Linked DNA regions of Mus musculus: all the other regions are linked to region 2. Evidence: chromatin contacts called from public HiChIP or PLAC-seq and promoter capture Hi-C data. All regions are on one chromosome and are shown on one strand. The core of a region is the stretch at or near the end of the contact, and the rest is flanking DNA. Distances in the headings are between cores, read along the strand shown. Region 1 has its middle 21 kb from the start of Gm16013. Region 2 holds the start of Wscd1 (WSC domain containing 1). Region 3 holds the start of Pitpnm3 (PITPNM family member 3). Region 4 overlaps Gm33249 (a long non-coding RNA gene).

Region 1 (3,490 bases), core at 298-2,797, 340 kb after region 2:
CAGAGACAATTTCAGAGTTTTGGTTTCTTTGAAAAACACAAAAAATAGTATAAGAATGTGTTTTATTTCAGTCCCAGATGTGGGATATGGGGCTGCTTCAGACTGTCCTCAGCAGCTGACTGTGATTTGTCTTGTGCTCTAGCAGGGATGTCATTTTGCCAGCTGCAGATAGTTTCTGTGATTGTTTGATGTTTGTAATTCTGGGGAATTTTCAGAGGGTATATAAACACTAGGGCCCTGAGAGGCAGGATGGGAGGTTGTTGGGTTTGGTTGTTGTCACTGGTCATTGTTGATTGCAGTTTGTTAGTAGTCATGCACAAAGAAGAAATAAGAAGAAATTAGATATCCTAATGGTGACGATCAAATTTGCCCCAAGGAACTTGACACCCCTAAATGGGCAGGAAGTTGTCTAAGAATGATATCACCCCATTTCAACCCCTGACTTTAATCTGAGTTCTTTTATCTAGTGTTAGGGAGTTGGAAAAGGGTGAAGAAGGGTGGAAGAAAGAAGGACCCACAAATTAGCAAAGAACTACAGTTCCCTATTGAACAATGTAAATGAAAAACTCTCTTAGCCTCTTATGCCTCCCTTTCACCTTCAGCCATGAGACAAAGCAGCAAAAAAAGCCCTTGCTGAATCTTAGCCCCTTGACACTCGATTTCCTATTCTCCAGAACTACAAGTTTCTTTTCTTTATAAGTTACCCAGTCTCTGGTAATAGCTTTGTGATAACAGAACAAAATAGACTATGGACCATCTATGCTTCTAAACATTTTTAATGTCTCAGATACTCTAAGATATCTCAGATACCCTTTGCAGCTCTCCACTGTTTTCTTCCAAGGCCTCATCAAATCACCTTCAGCAGTCCATGCATAACGTGGGCTTTCACTAGCATGTATCCCACCACTCTCCAGCCTCTGCAGGGTATCCTGTTTGAGGGTCAATTGTATACTTTTAGAAATTTGTACAGAACTACCCACCTTTTTGGTACCAATATCCTGTCTTAATGCTACAAAATAAATTTAAGTCCCTGGGAAAGCAAAGTCTATGATAGTTCTTACTGATCCCAGGATCCCTTGCACCTCATAGAGCCAAGCACATAACAAGCCACTGTGATCAAATAAATGTTGTGCTCTCCAGGCCTGTGTCCTCACCTGCCCACAGAATGGCTCATTCTGTACTGATATTACCCATTGATTCTTGACTCGAGAAAATTGAGGTAGTGTTCACCATGCTAACAAAGTATCTTGAGGACACAGCTCAGGGTGGAAGCACAGACGACCCAGATTAAGTGTAAATTAAGTCATCTCCCCATACCTAGATTCTCATCCGCAAAATGGAGCTATAAGACACTCCCTCCCCATAAAGTTCTTTCTGGATGTTAAATGAAAGCTTAACTCAGTGCCTTTACAAAGTAGCCACTTATTTGATTCTAGCTGCTGTTATTAGAATGGTAATCGTTGGTGATAGGTTCTTAGAACAGATTAGCATCCCTGTGGGTGGTAAAGGGCATCAGCCCTCTGTCGATGCTCCTGCAAAAGGGTGAGGTTCATTCCTTCCCTTTATGCAAAAGGACAAAGGCATGCCTCACTTGGGCTCCAGCAAAGAGCTCTCCCCACTACCACTGGATGGGGAAAATGGATTCATTTTCATTCATCTTCCAGGGCCTCTTTCAGCTGACACTAGTAACAGAGCTTCAAGCATTTGATATTGGCTTGTCCTGATTCATTACTTTGGTCTCTTCCTGTATACCCACACCTCCAGTGGCTGAGCTACAGAGCTGGGCTCCAGATGGTCCCCATCAGAACTCCAAGGCTCCCCAGGCTAGTGGAAAGTACTTGAGTTGCTTCTTGGTGACTTCAGGTCTTGCAAAGTTATTTCCTCCTCTAATTTGCCCTCTCATTCCCCAACAATGCCAGCCCTGCAATGTCACATAGAAATGGCCACCAGGGAATGACTTTTAAAGCAGCAAATTGCATCAAATGCAGGACTGTGTGAGTCCCATCTTCATCGAGGAATTTCCCTGTTTGGTTTGGCCATCCAGTGGAGCATTAGACAGCAGTTTAATCATTATTACCAGTGCTGCACTGTGACTCTCAGGAGAAGCACTAAACTGGAATGAAAAGGAACTGACATAATTAGTCTGACACAGTTCAATAGGGAACTATTACACCAAAGGTAATGAGCTCCAGTGATATGTTAATGTTATTGTAAGAAATTATGCCAGCGCAACAAAGTGGCTTTGGGTTGGGGGTGGGGGAAGGGACAATCTGGGAATTTTCCCAGGCAGTAGACTAATGAAGGGAAAGAATTCAAGAAGGCTTGTAAAAAACCTTTTCTCCCAGGTATCTGTGGTCACTTGGGGCTGAGGACCTGTTACCCAGGGTACAGGGACACGGCTGAGGCTATGTAGGCAATGTGGTCACTGTCGATACAGAGAAGTGACTGGATATTTGTTCAACTAGGAAAATAAAAGGATCAAGAGAATCGCTCTGAGCACTAGAAATCAATGCAGAGATATTGTGAGAGCAGTTCCTTGTGTAGTTCCTCAGCACCACACAGTGTAGGGATTGGTATTTGGCTGCTTTTGAGAAGCAGAAGGACACACTTACAAAGCAGGGACTCGGATACCCGATAACCGTAACTCTTATCAAGGAACGTAAACCTTAAAGCCTCAGCTTCCTCATTTCTTAAGTGGGTACATCAGTGCCTACCTTCAAAGCTGAAGTTAAACCCCGATGCTGCCACTAGAAATAACAGGAGTACAATGAAAGAGGACTAACACAATGCTGGCCTTTTGTCCTTGCGCCTGGACAAGCTCTGAAGATGCTGCCAGGTACCAGAACCTTCTGATATCAGCATCTAACCTCACAAGAAATGCTGTCTGTCTTGAATGAATAGAGAGTTTTTCTTGCTATTATTTCTCAAATAATATAGTATTAACAACTATTTACACAGTATTTATACTGCATTTTACATTTAAGCAATCTGGAGATCATTTAAAATACACATAAAGATGTCCAGGGGTTTTATGTAAACACTATCCCATTTTATGTAAGAGTCTTGTGCATCTGTGGGCATCTGGAATCTGGGAGGGAGGCCCTGGAAGCCACTTACTGCTCCAGAATATACACTGTCCATGATTAATCACTCTTGTACTCATTTCCATTCCATTGCCCCATTCTCTCAAAGCAATCTCGGTGAGCTATAAACAGATGTGTTCTTTGCTCCATTTTACAGATAGGAAGATTGAGGCACCACAGATCAAGTGTTGTCACACAGCACAGGTCAGGCAGAACAAGTGTAAACTTTAATACCAATTCCTGGATCGAGGGCTATGTTCCTGGGATGCTTCACCCTCCACAAACCTCAGCACAGGGTGCAAGGGATGCTTGGAATGAACCATCCAAGCTGGGACCCTTCTTTATATCCTACAAAAGGGAGTTCCAGTGGAGGGAAGGGATATCAATCCACCCACAGCACCTTTAAC
Region 2 (3,478 bases), core at 723-3,222:
GATGAGAGTACAAGCCAGGAGTATCTGCAAAGAGAAGTGCAGCTCTCCCATCAGTCCCTGCTCACATATGGCTCAGCCTGGACCTGGAGGCTGTGGGTTCCCAGGCTCTGCTCAGTGATTCTACAAGAACCATCTGTGAGACTCGCTGACTAGCGCTGCAGTCTTTGGGTTGAACTAGCCAGGCTGAGGCTCACATTTAGCAGCAGGCCAAATGATGGCCCAGAAGGTGCCACCTGCTGGGGGAGGCAGATAGAAGAAAAGGACAGGGGTCTCATCTGCTGTCTAAATCCAAGTTGCTCTCCACTTCTGGTCAAAGCATAGGACAGTACTGTCTATGCCAGGGACTTCAGTGCCCGTTGAAAAGAGGGATCTCCTCACCCCAAGATAAGTTTCCTCCAAAGATCGATGGGACAATTTTGGGATGGCTGGGAGTAGTCATGATGTCAGGGAGATAAGGGGACAGTTGCACCCACTACCCCCAGCTTGGTAGCTGGCCAAGCTGCCCTCAACCACTACAAAGGAAGATGCCTGGCTCTTCCCTGAACCTGGGGGCTTAGCAGCCCCTCCCCACAGGCATCTTCTTGAGGGATTTCAGTTAAGAATATATGTGTGGTAGGAGGTCATGCTTGGAAGAAACCAAACCTACACAAAGAAAGCTCTCCCTAGCTCTCTGGCCAGCACGTGTAGTCATTCAGTTAGATAGCCACCAAGTGAGGATACTGTCTACAGAAAGAGCCACCCAGCCCAGCATAAAGCTCCTCTTATTCTTACAATCCTTACAGCCCTCACTTCCCGTATCTGATGTTGAGTTCCTGAACCCCACGTATGGGTTCCTACCAAAGCTGGTCCGTAGATATAAGAATACTGTTCTCGCAACAGGAGAGAAGAGGTGACAAAAGTACAGGGGAGTACCGAGTTTGTTCATTTTGTCTGAAAAGTAGCCTACAGCCTACGACGGAGAGTGAGGGCCGGGTCCCAAGGTAGGGCTGTGGGTGCTGGAAACTGCCAATCTGTCAGCAAGCAGATGGGGCAGAGGTCCTATTCCCATTCGGACTCCCCGTGGACTAGCTGGTAGGACTAAGACCATCAGCGGAGCACAGACACCCAGAAAAGCAGTTAGATAGGTTACCCTGAAGCAGCTGACCCAGCCAGGGATGCTTCTGACTAGCAAAGAAAAACAGCACACAGAGCATCCAGCCACGAGTCTCCATCCACACCTTAGAAAGATGCAAAGCGCGACACCGGGTAATTTCTTCCAACAAAATACATACGTTTCTGTTTTGCCTCTGCCTGTGTTCAAGTTCATCAAGAGACCGGAGAAAACCCTTCGCTGACCGGAAGCCTAGCTTGGGAATGGAACGAGAGAGGGGGGAGCAGCTTCTGACGAACGTCTCCACCTAGGAGGGAGGCTGTGCGCACCCCAAAACCTGCCCTCAGCCCGACCGGGGAGTCAGACCGGACGTCCCCGGGATTCCGGCGGAGAAGCGGCTGGTGCAACTGCCTGTGCACATCCAGCCAAGACCAGACGTGGTGAGATGCTACCCACACATCCGCCACGGTCCTGGCGCGCCGGCCCCGGGAAGGCGCCTCGCCAGCGCGCCCTGCGCCCCAGCAGGTGCAACCCCGCGCCCCCAGCAGGTGCAACCCCGCGCGCTCCCAGTCGCATCTACACAAACTTGTTTGCCCGGGGCGGGGGTAGATCCGGCTCGCAGCCCGTGCTAGGGTCCTGGCTGGGAGACCTCGAAGACAGGACTCACCCAGCGATCACAGCCGATTGGGGCACCCGCCTTCCGGGGCGCCAAGCCCGCAGCCCGCAGTGCCCAAAGCTCAGACGCCTGTAGCAAGCGCACCCGCGCTCCCAGGCCCGCGTCGCGCAGCTCCCCGAGGCTGCGGACTTCCGCGCTGAGCAGTGGCGGAGCGGGCGGGCGCCCAGCTGAGCCGCGGGCGCGGAGTACAGCGAGTGGCGGGCGCAGAGCGGGCGAGCGGGCGCCCGGTCTGCACATGCTCACTCGCGCGGCCCGGGGACAGCGGCCGGCCTCCGCCGGGTCCTAGAGGCTTCCGCGCACCCCCCTCTTCTAGGCTCCCAGGAAGGGTCGCAGCTTGGCTTCGTGGCGGGAGGTATGTGGGTGATCTGTCCGGGCTTGCGAGACAACGCACATACCGCGGGTGACACGCACTACTCGCCACCGCCAAGACAAGACGTTGACCACTCTGTTGCACCCGCCCAGCCACAGCCTACCACTGCAGCCTAGCCGGCTCTAGCACGCACCATGGTGCTCACACCAGACGCACACAGGAATACACTGGGCATCGCCACTCGCAGCAGTACGCCGCCACACTCAGATGCAGACGTGGTGGCAGACGCACAGTGGCTGATACAAATACACACTGAATCACCAGACACCCACACTCACACACTCTGTACTCTGCTCCACTCACTCAGAAGCAAGCTAGGACACGGACAGTTGCACACACATACAGAGCCACACAAATTTGTACCACTCTAATGTAAATACCCAGGCACACACTGGATTACTGTCCCATACTGGGGGAGCTAGGCACATTCACCTAACTCTCCTTGACACACAGCCACTCAGAAACAAGCACTTGCTAGAAACACACACACAATTTGAGACAGTACCACAGAATTACAAAATGGCAAAGATACTCACACCATCTCCTTACACACCTGGGGTTCTGCCAGCAGCTTATCACTCTGCCCACATTGACACAGGGAGACAGACCTTCTTGATATAGAGTGTAAAGGGACATTGCCTCACTGGTACACACACACACACACACACACACACACACACACACACACACACCACAGAGAGGGGGGGCACATAGGTCTATATACAGCCCTCCTTTTAAATAAAGACTTACCCCACTGGGAAGCTCTGCTCCCCCTTTCGAAGCCCCCAAGTCACAGCATCTACCCTGCTCTTCCTTAAACAACAGTGGGTATAGTTCTCACCCAAGACTGACAGCCAAGATGTTCTTGGAGGCTGCTGGATGCTGGGGACAGGATGAGAGGAGGCATCAGGAGCAGGTGGCAGTGGCTCTAACGGACTTCCTGAATGGAAGTTTTTTACTTCCAACTTCCGCTAGGGGCAGAGCTGCTCAGCCACTCAGAGAAGTGGGCTTTCAACAGGTGCAGGGCAGCAGTGGGGCTTGGAAGGGGACCCGTAGAAAGCTTCTGGCGGTGCAGTCGAAAGGCACCCTGGTGGGGAAAGGGCTTGTTGAAGTTTACACAGAAGAGTCTTGGGTCTGGGGATGAAGGTTGAACTCTTTGGAGCCTTGGGAGTTTTGGGTAGGAGCAGAGGGATTTTGTGCTATCTCAGCATTCCAGGCCTGCAAAGAAAGTATCCTCTGCATAGCCTTTAATCATTGTTATCAGCTGTAACTCAATGAATCCTCTTGCAATGTTGTCTTGTGTTTGAACCCTCTTCAGGACTGACTGCATAATTTATAGGGT
Region 3 (3,638 bases), core at 927-3,426, 380 kb before region 2:
ATGTGAGATGCTTTGCAAGTACCTATCTGCTTGGCACCTCACCTGTATGGTCCACCCACCCCTTCCCAAGGCCAGTAGTCTAGGATTTGGGATGGACAAACTCAGAGAGGAAAGTCTTAGGGGCTCCTATCACTAGTAAGCAGATATGTTTTCCTGGGTCTGTGTCCATGTGAATATGCACACAGATATTCATATACACATCTACTCATGTACATACATGCACACACACATACACACACACACACACACACACATACACACACATATATACACACACACATACACACACACACAGCTATGCCAGGAAACAGGACTGCTGTCAACCTGTGGTCACTGTTCCTGCTGAGAGCCACAACCTGGGGAGGTACTTAGGCCTAACTGTGTCCCTTCTGTGACAGGTTCATTATGTCTTCTGTAGTCAGTGGTGTCCACTGTCACTACTTATGGACCCACAGACCAGGTGGCCAAATGGAGACATTATACAAACTGCTAAGCTTCTGAAATTCCCAGAGCCTCAGGGAAGTGTAAGAAGGAGGAGACCCAGAGGGACAGAGCTCAGGCCTGAAATGGAATTCTGTAGGACAGTGAATTGTCTTAGCCTGTTTCCTCTGCATAAAGTGGGGTGACACAGTACACCCCAGAGGGTACATCCAGACTTAACAAAAGTTCACACAGAAAGCCACACAGACTGCAGTTCCAATATGGGGGAGCACTCCAGAGTTAGAGGTAGAAAGGTGGTATCCGTGCCCTCCCTGCTAGTAGCCAGTGGCCTGAGATGGTGAACAGCTTTGGATCCAGGACTTTGGGGCTTCTGAACTTCCATGTCTACAAGATGTGTTGCTGTCCCACTCTGGAGTCCTTGGGACTAAAGGGTTTTTTGAGAGGTGAGACAGTCATAGCTAAAACTAAGATGGAGAATCTTTGTCAAAGCATGCTAGCTAGCTGTCGTGAGTGAAGGCACGTTGTTCGGTCTGCACAGAGGACCCTAGGAAAGCCTGGTTTGGTAGATGAGGCATCAGAAAGCAGGGAGAGGTCCATGAGTAGGCGATACAGACTTCCTTTCGCTGAGGTGAAGAACTTTGTTGCTGCTAGCTCTGTGCAAAAGTTTCGGGAAGACTCTTGCCTGAGGCTGAGCCTTTGATAGACTAAAGAGGGAGTGTAAGGCTGATTAACCTGGATAGGCTGAAGGAGTCAAAGCCCAGAAATGGGTGTGTCCCGTAGAGGCCCCTTGTGTGCTTTGTTTCTATGGGGCAGTGGATGGGGCACTTAAGTCCTGGCTGGCCTAGGGGTGGAACTGTCTAGTGCCCAGTGTGGGTGCTTGGCTGCAGACTGTGGGAGAAAAACAGGCTTCAGGGAAGGCCCAACAGTCCTCTAAGGAGCCTAGCCCTCACCCTAACCGTCAGCAGGGAGGAAGTGGCCTCGCCTGGAACTGAGCTAGGGAGCCGACTGCTCTCTCCAGGACCCTACCTTCTAGGCCCCATCTAAAACGACTGACCATCTCCTGTGGATCCCCTGACTGCAGTGGGCAGAAACCACAATTTAAATGTCTCAGGAGGCCCGCTAATTAGAATGTCAGCACTTCTGTGAGAAAGTGTTAGGGGGACACACTGCTTTCTGCCAGGCTCCCCACAAACTCTGCTTAGCGTTTACTGGCAGGTGGGGTTTGCAGGTTTAACGGATCCTTTAGTGCTAAAGGACAAAAGCTTTCCTCTCTTGAGACTAGAGCAGATGCAGGCATCCAGCATCCCTGGAGTTGGGAGCTGATGGAGAAGTCCCCTCTCATCTCTGCGAGACTTCGTTCTAGGTTTCTCAGTCTCCTGGGTCCTGGTCTTCCTTGCTCTCCCTGTCCTCACAGACTCTAGCCAGCTCCGATTTCCTTGAATTTCTCTCTCTCCCAAGGGTGTTTCTGCCCTAGGAGCGCCTCTTTCTGGTGCCTTGTCTCAGGGTCACTGCGCCCCAGGCTCGCAGTCCATGTCTTCATCCCTGCCTGGCCCGCAGCGTCTCCGAGCTGTAATCCGGAGTCTGTCTACGTCTGTCTTTCAGCGAGGGTCGGGGTCTCAGTGGCCGCAATCAGTGGGCTGCGCCTCCCGCGCGCTGCGGTGGCCGCGCGGCTCCGGGCGGGGGTGCGGGCCCGCGGGGGCGGTGTCGGGCGCCTTCCGTCGTCAGTCCCTCCCCGGCGGCGCGGAGGGGGGGCGGCGCGGTCGCCGCTCGGCTCCTTTAAGGGAGCGGGAGGGAGCGGCGAGGCGGCGGCGGTTGCGGTGGAGGCGGCCGAGCGAGCGGGGCGGGGGCGCGGGGCGCGGCGCCCGGAGAGTCCGCTCCGGCCGAAGGCGCCGGGGCCCGGCCGGGAGCGAGCAGCGCCGGCAGCACAGCGGAGCCCGCCGCCCGGGACATGGCCAAGGCGGGCAGCGCAGGTGAGCGCGGCGCGGGGCGCTCGGCGGGTGGCGGGAGGGATCGCTCGGCCCAGGTGAGCCCCCCAACCAGGTGGGCGGAGGCACAGTGACCGCGGCGACCCGCCCGGACCCCGGGGCGTGCATAAGGGGCTCCGCGCGCCCTGCGTCCTTCCCGCGCCCCCAGTCACCTCGTGGGACACCGCATCCCGCTTGCCCCGCTGCACTGGGTCAGGTCCACGGCTCCTCAGTCCAGTCGGCAGTTCGGAGCTGTCGCTGCCCTCCGGGAGACCGGGGGAGTAGACCCCGGCACCGGAACCCAAAGGGGATGTCCCGCGGTCGCTGATCCATCCCACGCCCCAACAAACCAGGACGCGCCCCCTTGTCCTGTCACTCTCTATCTTGGATGCGACAGTCCCCCGCCCCTGCCACCAGCTGGGTTAAGAGACCCAGATTACTGGTCCCGTCGCTGGAGGGGTACACTATGGCTGGGGAGCCTCCCCGCCTCCCACCTGACCCAGAGGCAGAGCCTCAGGTGCCGGGCTAGGCAGGCGGGGCCTCTGTTGGGGTCCCATGGGCTCGGCTCTCCTGCAAGCTCAGAGCTGTAGCCCAAGGATCCCAGGGAGTAGGTGTTAGTCGTCCCTTCATTCATCCAGTCAGGCGTTCATTCACCAGCATCTGCTCTGATGTCAGGCCCTGTGAGTTGGTTAGGACCTGGAGGGGACCAGGTTTAGCCCCGGACTCCCCACTCTGTGCCCTGGACCCCTACAGTGCCCTAAAAGGCCAAGTTGAGGAAAGCCAGTGTTCATAGGGCTGGCCACAAATGGATGAGGCTGGTCTCAACAGTCCTGAGCTTGGGAGCTCTGGCGTGTGAGAATCTGCCATGAACTCACTCCCAGCCTGTGACGTTGGCAGGTGCCATGCCATCCCCGTGGGGCCTGGTGTGAACCCCACTTCTCCACCCATAGGCATGGCAAAGATGGAATGAACATGACCACCTGCCCGCACTCTAGATGTGAGTGCCATTGAACTGCCTGCGACCCTGGGACAGGTCCCAATCCTTGGCATGGACTGGCCTTGTGACTCAGGTGTGGCAGAGGAATCCTGTGAGGGAGAGGCTGTTTGTGTGAGACAGCATAAGCAAATGCATCTAAACACCCCCTTTCCCACTTCCCTCCCCTCCCCTCCCGAGGGAGGCACAGTGAGATGACACCAGGAGGCTGGAAAAGGCTCTCTGCTCCCTTCTTTCTC
Region 4 (3,513 bases), core at 742-3,241, 360 kb after region 2:
GGAGGGTATGGGGGACTTTTGGGATAGCATTGGAAATATAATTGAGGAAAAAACGTAATAAAAATTTAAATAAAAAAAGAAACTATTACAGTGTGCTGGGTCAGCTTTCAGCATCTGTCCCACGTAGCAGCAGCATCGGAGACCGCTGAACCTTACCTGATAGTAGGCAGGTCATATCTGCCATCTTTCTACCTCAAGTCTAAAGAAGCAGCTTAACTAATTGACTTTTTAGTATTGAGTTTGCACCGAGGCTTTGCTTTTGTACACATGATCCAAAATCACCAAATTTCTTCATTTACTGAGATTATTTTCTAAAATATGACAAGTGAGAGACTAAGCCCATTCTGATTTGAAAGTAGGAAGTGTAGCCAAATTCATACTTAAAAAGCTGGACATCCAAGTTACAGAAACTCAACTCACTTCTGAATCCTTCCCTGCTGAGCCTCCTAAGTCTATTCCAGAAAGGTTGAGTGTGCAATACTTTTCTGTTGCTGTGATAAAATACCATGGTTTAAAGCAACTTATAGAGGAAAGAGTTTATTTTGGTTTTATGGTTCCAGAGGGATAAGAGTCTACCATGACAGAAAAGCATGGCTTCAAGTACTAGGCATGGCAGCTGGAGCCAGAATTTGAGAGATCCTAACACGAACCAGACCCTCATTTCAATCATTATAATGAAAAACCAAGACAGCAGAAGAGCACCAGCCCTCTGCACAATGCAGGCATTGGGCTAGAATCTTACCGTACTAAGCAGGGCCTCCTGCACCCGGAGGAGCTTCTTTATCCAGATACAACTCTGCTCTCTCTAGACAAATAAGTCATCAGACACCTGGTCTGCTTAGCGTCTGATGGCTGAAAGTGTTAGAGAAAGTCGTAGACTTTTATCACTGAGCAGATGGTCTCTTTCTGGGGTAAGGAACTTCGAAATCCTTCTCTCTAAGTGTCCTCTGGGGTGGCCAAGGGTGAGGGGCCTGGATGTCATCCTGAGATTTGCCAACTCAGACCCTGCCATCTGCCCAGCAAGACAACTGGATTTGAGGACATCAGCCACAGCTCAGCTTCCAGGGCAGTGTGGGGAACAAGGTGCAAGAGAGGGTCATGAACTTTGCAGTGAGACAAACCTGAGCTCACTTAGTAGCTTCTCTCTCTCTCTCTCTCTCTCTCTCTCTCTCTCTCTCTCTGTGTGTGTGTGTGTGTGTGTGTCTGTCTGTCTGTCTGTCTGTGTGTGTGTGTGTGTGCATGCATGTGTGTGTATATGTGTGCATGTGTGTGATCTCTCAGAGGCCTCATTTTCTTCTTCAGCCATCAAATGGATCCTACTTTATTAGATTAAGGGCGTTTTACAGTAATGCATGTAAAGCACACAGCACAGAACCCGAGCCTAGAAAACACTCCAAATCCTAAGCTATTGGTCCGTACACAGCTCAGCTGCCAAGCCCACTCCTGTGTCCAGGAATAAGCCTGAGTGCCTTTGTTTTGGAGAAAGGAGTCCAAGCTACCCTTTCTCCAAGATCACACAGTGATGAAGTCAGGACTGAGATGGATGCTGGAAGTTCCTCAGTCACACTTTATCCTATCAGATCATTTTACCTCCACCCCCCCCCCCAACCTTTGAGGAGTAAAGATTTTGCCACCATTCTTCTGCAAATTTTCCATGGAGAAAAAGCTTGTATTTCCTAAAGGGCTGTGACACACACACACACACACACACACACACACACACACACCAGGGGAGCCGCTGTGCACCACTGGAGCGGGAGAAATAAATCCTCTTCCAATCTGCTTCGATTCAGTCCAGAAACCAGGAAGCACCCCCTGCTCCAGCCCCCGCAGAGGCCATATGGGCCAGGACAAGGCAGGATTAAGTGTGCCTGCATGAGGGGGTGGAAAGGCAGCTGCTCTCATGACCAAGGGCTCCTATGTGCTCCAGAGCAGGAGGCTCCTCTACCTGCTGCAGCAGATGGAGAGTCTTCGCTGATTGGCTGCTCAGGGGGAAAACATCACCATCCATCTCTGGTCCCTAATGAAGGGTGGAAGCCTGGGACCCATCATCCTCGTCAGCACCACGGAGAGCTGCCGGATCCTGGGCTGAGCACACAGCTGCTCTCAGTCTGGCAGGAGGGAAGGGGGAGACAGAAACAGAATAAAATAAAGAGCGGAGAGAGTGAAAGGGAATGAGAGCAGAATGAAGGACTGAGACAGATAAGCCAAGAGATGCAGATACTGGGTCAGATAGAGCTAGAAGATGGCATACAGAAGAGAATGGGACAGAATTTAAATCCAGGCTAAACAATACAAATGTGAGCCAGCAAGTATCAAGTACTTTCTATGAGCTAGGGGCGGAGATACGTGTGTCCTGTGCACTGCATCTCTTGACCTTCACAAGTATGCTACAGAGGGTACTGAAATCATCCTGCCAACAGATACCTCCTGGCTGCACTCTGCAACAGAACTGGGCTTTACCTCCTGAAAGTACCTGCAGCTTTGGGATGTTAATGCTGAAATTGGCTTCAGCATCCCACATACACCTGCTTCTCACCACTGAAGCAAATTCTTTCTAAAAACTCAGGATCATCTTCTTCTAGTCTGCAGTCAAACCAGTCTTTAAAAAAATCAGGGTTTCCTTTCTCAGGCTCTTGGCACTTGCAGATCTCCTGCCTGGACCTCTATTCTCCATGTTGTTTTTGGAGCTCCAAAATATAATTCAGATCTGCAAGACCACTCTTCAAAGAGGATGTCCTTGTGTTCCAGGTGCCAGTAAAACACACACACACACACACACACACACACACACACATACACACACACACACACACACACACACACACCACTTTACATCTTCTTAGTTGAGTTTTTAATTCGCCTTGCTTTTTATCTCTCAGATAAGAGTCCTGTTCCAAATCATGAGTGTGGCTCTCTTTTCTTCATGCTTGTATTTCTGAATGAAAACACTTCATTAACATATACAAACAAAGTTTGAGTGAACAAATGCTTTTAGAACCAAGACACATTGTTTGGATTCTTACAAAGAGCCAGATGTTTTCAGCTGAGCAACCTGTGTCTCTCCACCAGGCCCCTACACCAGAGGTCTCACCGGGACACACTCAGTGGATGAGATCCGCTTTGGTCCCCATAATAAGTTATTACAGAACTCACCCAGTGGAGGGGGCACCAAATCTCCATTATACCACTCTCTCTGGAGAACAAGATGCTGTACTGCCTTGATCCTCTTTCCACAGGAGACTCTCATTCTGACAGTTCTAGGGAACTTTGGCAAATGAGGACTGTCAGTCGATTTGCCCTTGTGGAATTACTCACAAGTAAAGAGAGCAGCCAAGGGCAGCCCTACACCTGTAGGACAGCTGCAGCCAGCGACCATCCCCTAACCATTCTGACACTAAGCATCCACATCTTCCTCCTTGCTGCACACTATATGACATGTGTCAATCATGAAAGAGGAAGCATACTTCATGTTCATTTAACACCTAGTCCCTTCCCTTCACAGCTGCGAAG

What was found. Promoter capture Hi-C pulls out the DNA fragments that hold promoters and counts their contacts. HiChIP or PLAC-seq counts read pairs in DNA pulled down with a chosen protein or histone mark.
Region 1: an H3K4me3 HiChIP or PLAC-seq map of embryonic basal ganglia shows a contact between it and region 2, with 4 times the contacts expected there. The contact joins the enhancer-like site here to the promoter of Wscd1 in region 2. A contact is called at or near these places in 4 of 39 promoter capture datasets (cranial neural crest, embryonic stem cells, second pharyngeal arch cranial neural crest and 1 more), 7 of 115 datasets of contacts at active chromatin or transcription factors (embryonic basal ganglia, embryonic forebrain, embryonic hindbrain and 4 more) and 2 of 9 other capture datasets (adipose tissue and pancreatic islet).
Region 3: a promoter capture Hi-C map of embryonic stem cells shows a contact between it and region 2. The contact joins the promoter of Pitpnm3 here to the promoter of Wscd1 in region 2. A contact is called at or near these places in 2 of 39 promoter capture datasets (embryonic stem cells and hippocampal neurons) and 1 of 484 Hi-C or Micro-C datasets (cerebellum).
Region 4: an H3K27ac HiChIP or PLAC-seq map of SST interneurons shows a contact between it and region 2, with 6 times the contacts expected there. The contact joins the enhancer-like site here to the promoter of Wscd1 in region 2. A contact is called at or near these places in 10 of 39 promoter capture datasets (the 3T3-L1 cell line, the HPC-7 cell line, cranial neural crest and 7 more), 8 of 115 datasets of contacts at active chromatin or transcription factors (SST interneurons, differentiating embryonic stem cells, embryonic basal ganglia and 5 more) and 1 of 9 other capture datasets (adipose tissue).

The regions. Positions count from the first base shown.
Region 1 is chr11:71,413,673-71,417,162 of GRCm38.p6, reverse strand. No RefSeq gene overlaps it. Among named protein-coding and RNA genes, the nearest start is that of Gm16013, 21 kb to the left of the region's middle. Within about 2 kb of position 1,547, at least 20 of the 459 cell types and tissues checked have an H3K27ac peak or open chromatin away from gene starts, as enhancers often do. A contact at or near this core is called in embryonic basal ganglia and forebrain, where this site is marked.
Region 2 is chr11:71,749,509-71,752,986 of GRCm38.p6, reverse strand. Wscd1 (WSC domain containing 1) reads right to left here and starts at 1,972. Exons shown (of 9, transcript NM_001357965.1): 1 at 1,758-1,972.
Region 3 is chr11:72,134,427-72,138,064 of GRCm38.p6, reverse strand. It overlaps Pitpnm3 (PITPNM family member 3), which reads left to right and starts at 2,176. Exons shown (of 20, transcript NM_001024927.2): 1 at 2,176-2,411. The coding sequence starts at 2,390.
Region 4 is chr11:71,388,304-71,391,816 of GRCm38.p6, reverse strand. Gm33249 (a long non-coding RNA gene) reads right to left here. Exons shown (of 3, transcript XR_388798.2): 2 at 1,949-2,111. Among named protein-coding and RNA genes, the nearest start is that of Gm33249, 4.9 kb to the right of the region's middle. Within about 2 kb of position 1,991, at least 47 of the 459 cell types and tissues checked have an H3K27ac peak or open chromatin away from gene starts, as enhancers often do. A contact at or near this core is called in SST interneurons, embryonic forebrain, hippocampal neurons and 2 more, where this site is marked.